2 separate regions of the Rattus norvegicus genome follow, and region 1 is linked to region 2. Evidence: chromatin contacts called from public Hi-C data. All regions are on one chromosome and are shown on one strand. Each heading gives the region's core, a stretch centred on a gene start, on an enhancer-like site or on the middle of the called end of the contact. The rest is flanking DNA. Distances are from core to core; before and after follow the strand shown.

Region 1 (4,730 bases), core at 1,321-3,820, 110 kb after region 2:
TACAGATGCACTCCCCCCGTGATTTTCTATTGGTTAGAGTGCACTCTGTCTCTGACATTTCATTCACATTTGAGCATCAAGATGGGAGGAAAGCAAACACTTATTTCCATCGAAGAGGAGAGGGCAAGCGGCACAGTGAAAGAAACTCAGAAAGGTCCTCGAGGTTGGCTAGATTTTAGAAAGTCTTGACTGCCTTCTTTAAAAATGTTGCACACACCTTTATCCAGTATTTGGGATACGAAGGTAGAGGCAGGTGATCGCAGTGAGTTTGAGGCCAACCTGGGGTACATAGTGAGTTCCAGGACAGCCAGGGCTGTATAGTAAGACTCTGACTTGAAACAAACCAAAAAGTTGGTGTTTAGCTTCTAGGACAGAGGAAGCCATTGCAAAAATGTAATTAGTAAAGTATTACATATTTGCAACATATTTTAATGATGTATAATTCAGACTCATTTAAAAGCATTATTATTATTCACTCACTTTTATTATTTTTTTAAAAAATGTGCGTGTATGAGTGTGCATATATGAGCATGCGTGTATGAGTGTGCGTGTGTAAGAGTGTGTGTTTGGGTTTGGAACTATGAGTATAAAGGTCCGAGGATAACTCTCAAGGGTTGGTTCTTGGTTTTTTAACTTGGTGGGACAGGGTTTCTCTTGTTTCCACTGTAGTACTGTAGACGTCAGCTGGTTGGCTCACAGCTTCCAACAGATGTCACCATCCCATCTCCACCTCTCATTTCACCATGGGCATGCTGGGATTGCAGGTGTGCAACATGGTGTCTCCGACTCTTAAAAGGTTTTATCTTATTTGTAATTCTCTGTGTGTATGTCTATGTGTAGCTATGTGCACATGAATGCAAATGCCATCGGAGACCAGGAGGGGGCATCACATCCCTCAGAGCTGAAGTTACAGGTGGTTGTGAGCCACCCAAGATGGGTGCTGAGAACCAAATTCACATCCTCTACTAGAGCAACGAGGGTTCTTAATTGCTGTGCCATTTCTCCAACCTCTACCTCTCCTCTCCCTGCTGCTGCTAGTAGTAGTAGTAGTAGTAGTAGTAGTAGTAGTAGTAGTTGTAGTAGTAGTAGCAGTAACCTAATCCTAACCCTAAACCATCATCTGGTTGCTGCTGCTGCTACTACTACTACTACTATTATTATTACTACTACTACTACTACTATTAGTACTACTATTACTATTACTACTACTATTATTACTACTACTACTACTATTACTACTACTATTACTACTGCTGCTATTACTACTACTATTACTGCTATTACTACTACTACTATTACTACTACTGCTATTACTACTACTATTACTGCTATTACTACTACTACTATTACTACTGCTGCTATTACTACTACTATTACTGCTATTACTACTACTACTATTACTACTACTGCTATTACTACTACTATTACTGCTATTACTACTACTACTATTACTACTACTACTGTGGGTTCAGGGTCAAATTAAAATAGTCAGTCTTCCATGGCAAACATTTTGCACTCTAAACCATCTCCCTGACCCTTACTTAACAATTTTTATTTTGTTTGCCTTTTATAAAATAAAAAACCACATGAAGAATTAGAACAGGTGAAATGTTTTTTTGAACGAGTCAAACAATAGAAAAAGAAAAAGTAGGAAGGGTCAGGACAGACTGGGAGCCAAAATGAATGTCTTCACATTTTCCTTTTGTTTTTTGTTACTGCTCTGTGACAAGCTCTGAGTCCTATGCTTGCCAAATGTAAAATGCTGTCATCTCTGGCTTTTTACAACGTAAAGTACTCATGGATCCAGAATTTTATAAGAAGGGTACAAGAGAAGAAACTGTAAAACAAAAATGGATTCCTCCTAGCTGGTCAGACAACCAATGGCATCTCAATGACAACTGTACTAATGCACCCTTCAGAACAAAACTAAACAAAACCGCAAGTCACATTTTTTTCGACTGAGTCCTAAGTTAACAAAAGGTTAACTCTTGTTTTTTAAAGATTTATTTATTATATATAAGTACACTGTATTATATATAAGTACACTGTAGCTGTCTTCAGACACACCAGAAGAGGGCATCAGATCCCACTACAGATGGCTGTGAACCACCATGTGGTTGCTGGGATTTGAACTCAGCACCTCTGGAAGAACAGTCCGTGCTCTCAACTGCTGAGCCACCGCTCCATTCTACCCTTTAATCTCTTAGCATCAAAGTTTAGAACTATTCTAATAAGACTTATTGCAGATCACTCCTAGTCAGCCAGTATTTTCATGCTTCTTAGTGTCCCGTGGAGGAGAATTATGAAAATGGCCGATAGCAGCCTGGCATTTATAGCATGGTTTTCAGGGGACATGGAAGGTATGAGGAAGACTTGTCTTCTCCTCTCTACATAGTCCCTGCCCTGCTGAGCAAAGGCTCCATTTACTTCCTGAATACTCCAGGGTACATTTGGGCACAGACATCCACGTCCACTTCCTGCTAGAGTACAAGTCTTGTTCTTCCGTTCCCCTTTCTGAGCCGGCAGTCCATCTGACGACACAGCAATCCCATTCTTCTGTGGAATTCCTCTCTACAGCATGTGTCTCACTGGCATGTGTTCAGTGCCACTCCCTTTCTTCCATACCAGCGTCTGTGTGTCCTCTGCAGCTATGACGTCTGGTGACTAAGCCGATGACACACAAAGTCTACTGTGTTTGTGATGTACCGATTCACAGGAGGTCCCTGATAGAGAACTGCTATACCTAGATGCCTTCCCTCCATCACTTTCTGCTTTGCTTTCACGGAATGTAGTATCAAACACACAGGCTGAGGGCTGGAGAGATGGCTCAGCGGTTAAGAGCACTGATTGCTCTTCCAGAGGTCCTGAGTTCAATTCCCAGCAACCACATGGTGGCTCACAACCATCTGTAATGGGATCTGATGCCCTCTTCTGATATCCCAGAAGATAACTACAGTGTACTCATATACATAAGATAAATAAATCTTTAAGGGGGGGTGATTAAAAGGAGAAAAATCTAGACTATTCCCTTGTGTGGCTCCAAAAATAGCATAAATGACTATATGCAGAATAATGGTTTTGTTGTATTTTTTTTTCTTTTTTTTTTTTTTCTGAGCTGGGGACCGAACCCAGGGCCTTGCGCTTGCTAGGCAAGCACTCTACCACTGAGCTAAATCCCCAACCCCCGGTTTTGTTGTATTTGTTCTGAGTTTACCAAGGCAGAACAACCTGCCCTCTGTGTGGTCCAGAGACCTAATCTCATTGGCATCATCTGGTTGCTGCTTTGAAATGCAGAACCCCGTATTCCAGCCCAGACAAAGTCAAAAATTCACTTTAACAAGTCCTCATCTGACTGTACTGTCTTAGAGGTTGAGAGGGCTGTGAGATGTTTTCCAATGAAGGTTAAGCGTTTGAGGGCTTTCTAGAGCTAAATTGCTTAAATGAGCTAGTGAGACTGTCTACTTAAACCAACGTCCAAATAAAACCGAAGATTTTATCTCTGTTTGAGTGTGTGTAAACTTAGAGTTTCAAAATAAATTTTAAGACATTTACTGAGGGAGAAAGACAGAAGTCAAGATTCGTGTGTTTGATCCTCAGGAGAACTTTAAATCCATGAAGTGTTAGTAGAAATCTCAAGAAGGGGTACTTCCTTATGACTTTCAATTTAGGATGTTCACTGAAGTTTTCTTTACCTCAAGGCTCCTCAGTGTCTAATTTGGTGCTGTTCACAACTACTCTTTTATATAGTGGTTGTATACAAGACTTTGCTTCCCCTCTGCCAGGCACTGTGGTAATCACCAGGTCTGTAAGATGCCTGGAAAGGCCTTACCTACTCGATGGGGAGAAACTTACAGTAACAGGTCACAGCAATACACTGAGGTGGCAGTGATGTATGAGCCCTGGCTAACACCCAGTGAGTGCACAGGGCTGACACCCAGTGAGTGCACAGGGCTGACACCCAGTGAGTGCACAGGGCTGACACCCAGTGAGTGCACAGGGCTGACACCCAGTGAGTGCACAGGACTCTCTGTTCACTCTCCAAAGGCCTGAGTGTGAACCAGCTCATTGACCGTCTTCAAAAGTGCTTTCGTTTAAGCACTACTGTGGTCTCTGGGCTGTGAGAGGAAAGATGCGCTGTGTGCCTCAGGGAGAGGGTGGGGATAGAATGAGTAAAGTCTGAGAAAGACTTCCTCAGGAAATCCCCTGCAGTGTTTCTTCATGGACATTTTCCCCCTCTGAAACTATTGTCCTGCTTTCCAACTCAGTGAGTGCCTTTGTGGCCTTGGATGAATTCTCTAAGGATTGATGTGACACACTGCTTATAGTGGCTCCCATACATTTAGTAGGATAGTCACCTGGTCACCTTAGCTCATAGAATGGCATTTGATCCTGGAAATCAGTTCTAGGGTCAGCTATCTTCCTGCCCAACAACCAAGGATTTGTTGGCCTCTTTGATGTTCCAACTGGTTTTGTGCCTCTCACTCTCCTGGTGTGCTAAATGCAACAGGCCTTGCTTGTACACTTGAGTTAATCTCACAGGTCCATCAAACATTGCCCTGCACCAAATCTGACGGTCAATACATTAATTCCTGTGAACAATTAAATCATCTGTTTTCACTTCCTCTTTAGTTCGGCCTCAACCAGAGTCTACTGTGGGGACTGACTGTCCCCCACACTTTTCCAGGCCAAGAAATCACTTCTGGGGATTCCTAAGATGTTGTTTGTTTATG
Region 2 (4,663 bases), core at 1,392-3,891:
AACTCCTCGGATCAATGGATTTTCTTTTTCTTTCCAGTAGTGATTATTAATATACGGAGATTGTGCCTCTCTTTACTCACCTCTTTTTTTTTTTCTTTTTTTCGGAGCTGGGGACCGAACCCAGGGCCTTGTGCTTGCTAGCCAAGCACTCTACCACTGAGCTAAATCCCCAACCCCTACTCACCTCTTTAAAAAAAAAAAAAAAGGCAGTCTTTTTATTGCCCTGGATATCTTGAAATTCCCTATATAGCCCGGAGTGGCCTCAAAGTCACCACAATCCTCCTGCTGCAGCTTCCTAAATTCTGGGATCCCATGAATTCACCGTGCCAGTTACTTTCTCCTTAGAAACGTGACAAAAATAACCGGGTTCAGTACAGTGTAGTTAGTTTTCAGTTGCCAAGAAGCATCGTGGGTTGTTGTTTTCTTTGTTTGTTCTTTGCTTTGTGGTTTTTAAATACCAAGAGGAATTCTTTTTTTTTTTTTTTAAGATTTATTTATTATGTATGAGTACACTGTCACTGTCTCAGACACACCAGAAGAGGGCATTGGATCCCATTACAGATGGTTGCGAGCCACCATGTGGTTGCTGGGAATTGAACTCAGGACCTCTGGGAGAGCAGTCAGTGCTCTTAACTGCTGAGCCACCTCTCCAGCCCCAAGAGGAATTCTTGGTGACAAACATTTTAACATTTGTGCAGAAAAGTCTGTCTCAAGAGCGACCCATTGGTCTGCAAGTCTTTTACAATAATCTGTGACGCCGGGGTGTCAAGAACTTTTACAAACCAGTAGAAGAAACATACTTGCGTTTACATACAGAATTACTAAATTTGATAAACTTAGATTTGCTTTCTATGTTGAAAGAGAATTTAAACATATAAATTCTGTTTCTGTCTATTTTGCATTTGCGTTTCTTTTGTTTAAGTCAAGGTTTCACTGTGTAGCCCAGGCTGGCCTAGAACTTGCTATATAGGCCAGGTTAGCCTCCAACTGATCACAGTCCCATCTCCGAGTGCCGGGATTACAGGCCTCCACCACCACACATGACTGTAAGGGAATTTTTTTAAGGTCTGGGTATCTCACTGCTTTTAGTAGTAATAAGAACAAGGTGACAGTACGCCGCGGCAATTTTAAGTCACTGAGAGCCAATTCCTTAGGGTTGTACAGCAGTATTTGCTTCAAACCAATTTGTACCGCACAGATACATAACGCAATACAGACGAGCAGGAGAATACTGAACGGTATTCCAACTTCTATCTGGTATCTAGGTTGGCTAACAGTAGAGGAGCAATCGGCGCTGCATTGTGAGCCACGAGAGCATTGTGGGTCACGAAGAGCATTGTGGGCCACGAGAGCTTTGTGGGCCACGAAGAGCATTGTGGGCCACGAAGAGCATTGTGGGTCACGAAGAGCACTGTGGATCATGAAGAGCATCGGGGGCCAAGAGAGTATTGTGGGCTACGAAGAGCATCGTGGGCCACGAAAACATCGCTGAGAGACCCAGAGTCGGCCACTTAGGAACTCCATGGCCTGAGGCAGCTCACTGCAACCTCAGGACCCACTAAACTATAAAGTGCGGAAAACGACAGTATTTCTGTCAAAGGTTGTCATGGGACCGAGCCCCCTTCTGTCCTCACCCCCCAGTCAGTCTTTACCTTCGTACCTGGAAGATGACATTTGACAATAGACATTAAATGACTATTTTCTAGTTATAAATATGTTTGCAAACCCAGAAAAATTAACCTAAGAGGCCTTTAGGCTTATAATGCCAAATTTTGTCATTCTATTGAATTCTACAAGACAGAACCACCAAATGTCCCCTAAACATTTCCACCTTCACACCTTCATGAAAGGTCTTTCTTGCCACTTTTTAGCCCACTCAAAAGCCACCATCTTATTTCCGCCACCCCACTTCTGCTAGGCACCCCAGCCTCTGGCCTATTTTGTTTAATGTGCAAGGTTTTACCTGTCTTTGTTTGAGAGGTGGTTCTATTTTGTTTTGTAGAGATGACGTCTTACTCTATAGCCCTGACTGGCCTCAAACTGACGATTTTCCTACTTCAATCTCCTTGAGGGTAGTGTTAGACAGGCACGTGTCACCATGACAGGCTTATATGCAAAGTATTATACACTAAGTCACACGGCGGGCCTCTAAGGAAATTCCCGATGCTTTGTGCACACTTCTCAGCACGTGGGTAAATTCTCACTGACTAAAAATAGGAGGAGTTAAAACTCTTTAGTTTTAGTTTAGGAGAAAGTCACTCTTTAGTCGAATATTTGAATGCAAGTTAATTAGGAATATGTTTGACATGCGCGCTGTTACTGAGCCTTCTCTACTTCTAAAGCAGCTCGAGGGCTCTACCCACCCCCACCCCTACCCCCACCCCCACCCCCGAATTGGTCTAATCTACTGTAGGCAAAAGTTTGTAGGTTACCTGGTTCCCCTTCATTCCTTCGCTTCTAAAACGTGTGGCAAAGCAAAAAACGCCCCAAGCAATCATTTGTGGATAAAAAAAAAGAAAAAGAAAAAACCACCTGCACGTGGGAAAAGAACTGATGTGGTTTAAAAATCACTCGGAGGGAGAGAGTAAACCGCCTCTCCCATCGCTGTTCTCAACAACACTGCAAAGCGAATTCCTTATGAATCACAGCAGGAACGCGGGGCAAGACACATTTTTGGATGGTGGCTTGATTTTTTTCTTCACCAAGTGGGGCTTTAAATTTTGGCCCAAAATATTAGAAAACATTCAGTCTGCTGAGAGGACAGAGTTGGGATTTAAAAATGGCGTCCTTGGCCATCGGAGCTTAATGTTCTCTGCGATTATAAATCGGGAAGCTGATCCTCCTGGCTTCGTTTTGTTGTTGATCTTTTTGTGCAGCCCCGGCTGTCCTCACGACTCACTCTCTTCCTGCCTCAGCCGTCCAGGTCCTGGGATTACAGCAACAGCCTGCCATGCTGGGTATTTCTGCCTCTTTCTAAATTTTAATCCTTGTAACTATTTTTTACAGTTGATGTCCCGTTTTTTTTCTATTATACCTCTGGAATTGTCCAGAAATTGAACCAAATGGCAAAGGTTTTTCATTGAGTTTCCCGAGGGACTGTTGTCATTGATATGTGACCCTAATGCCACCTACACCTGATGTGTAGGCATGCGGGTGACACTAGATGTTGGATTCAGCGAGCCATTACTGTTCTATTTCAACAAAGGTGATATTTGATGGACTTTTTCCTTCCTATGTAGGCCCCTCCTTTCCTTATCTTCCTTTTCTTTTTGTTTTGAGACTGAGTCTTGTTGTGTAGCCCAGGCTAGCCTTGGATTTGTGATCCTTCTGTTCTCCTCAGTGTTGGGATTATAGGTGTGTGCCCAGGTGTGCTTCCCTTTTGAGGTTTTAATGTTTATGTATGCATTGCAGTCCAAAGACCTTTTAATTAGTGGTGTGCTGTGATAAATATTAATAAAAGAATCTCTCCCATCCCTTGCTGGTGCTGGCTCTGTTAGGACACATGGCACCTGCAGGATATTTTCATCTCAGTCAGCAAAGCGTCTCACCTGCTACGCTCCATCCCATCTCACGCTGCTGACGGCTACTCTCCGAGGCTGGTAGCCATCTCTCTACCCATCTAGTTCCCAAGGCGGGTCGCTGCCACGCCAGTTTCATACAGAGACTGCCTATCTCGTAGCTCACATTCCCAGCATCTGCCTCCTGTGGTTATAGTCACAGCTCCCAGTAACCCATTTAAACCAAAACTCAATAAGCTTGTAATTTAGCAATCAGATTTATATCTTAAATTCTCAGTCCACAAAACGTCCATATAATAAACCTACCACCAATAGATGATGATATAAACTGCCCTATAAAAGACAAACTGTCCTATAAAAATCCACCCCTTAAGAAATATAACGTGCGAGGCCCTGGGTTCGGTCCCCAGCTCCAAAAGAAAAAAAAAAAGAAATATTCATAACTATCTGCGGCCATTTAAGGCCACAGGGATCTGGGTCGTCCTTCCCTGCCTCCATCTTGGTTCTCCTTTCTTTCTCCTCTCTCCTGCCTTACAAAAACTCTGTCCCTGCCTTACTTTTCACTGCCCAGTCACAGGCCTTGCCTTATCTTGAGCCCGTCTTCACCTGCATAAAGACATCGACTACAGTGGTGTCCACCTGGGACGCGTGACTCACAGTGAGTCTGTTTGTCAGCTCCAGCTGCCCTCCACAGATTCTCACGAGTCATGGTTTCCAGAGAGAGCGCTCTGACGCCTTAATGGAACTCCCGAACACTTTCTCTTTGGCTTTCATTCTGTCTCTAATCACGCTCCTTTGTGTATTTTAGGAAGCTATTTCTGCGCTCATTTGCTGCGGTGACATTGGTGGTTTCCCCTTTTCGAAGAGCAGCAATCCCTCAACATTACGTCACAATATCATTTCCTGTAGATTAATATGGGCGAGCATAGGGGTTGGGGATTTAACTCAGTGGTAGAGCGCTTGCCTAGCAAGCGCAAGGCCCTGGGTTCCCGAAAAAAAAAAATATGGGCGAGCATTACATCACATTTTCTTAAAGACTACAGGATGTGCAGTGGGTAGCTCTCCTCTTTCCCGTCATATATGTCATTTTAGTTAATTACTGCAAGGTGGTGTTTCCAACTGAAAGGGTACCATGCCACCCAATC

What was found. A called contact is a pair of places that touch in the nucleus more often than the background predicts.
Region 1: a contact with region 2 is called in a Hi-C map of the A7r5 cell line, with 3 times the contacts expected there. The contact joins two enhancer-like sites. A contact is called at or near these places in 4 of 12 Hi-C or Micro-C datasets (the A7r5 cell line, the Rat2 cell line, Schwann cells and 1 more).

What each region holds. Positions count from the first base shown.
Region 1 is chr7:30,155,256-30,159,985 of GRCr8, forward strand. All of the region lies in intron 5 of Ntn4 (netrin 4), which reads left to right. Among named protein-coding and RNA genes, the nearest start is that of Ntn4, 84 kb to the left of the region's middle. Within about 2 kb of position 2,571, at least 5 of the 93 cell types and tissues checked have an H3K27ac peak or open chromatin away from gene starts, as enhancers often do. A contact at or near this core is called in the A7r5 cell line, where this site is marked.
Region 2 is chr7:30,045,955-30,050,617 of GRCr8, forward strand. No RefSeq gene overlaps it. Among named protein-coding and RNA genes, the nearest start is that of Snrpf, 24 kb to the left of the region's middle. Within about 2 kb of position 2,642, at least 5 of the 93 cell types and tissues checked have an H3K27ac peak or open chromatin away from gene starts, as enhancers often do. A contact at or near this core is called in the A7r5 cell line, where this site is marked.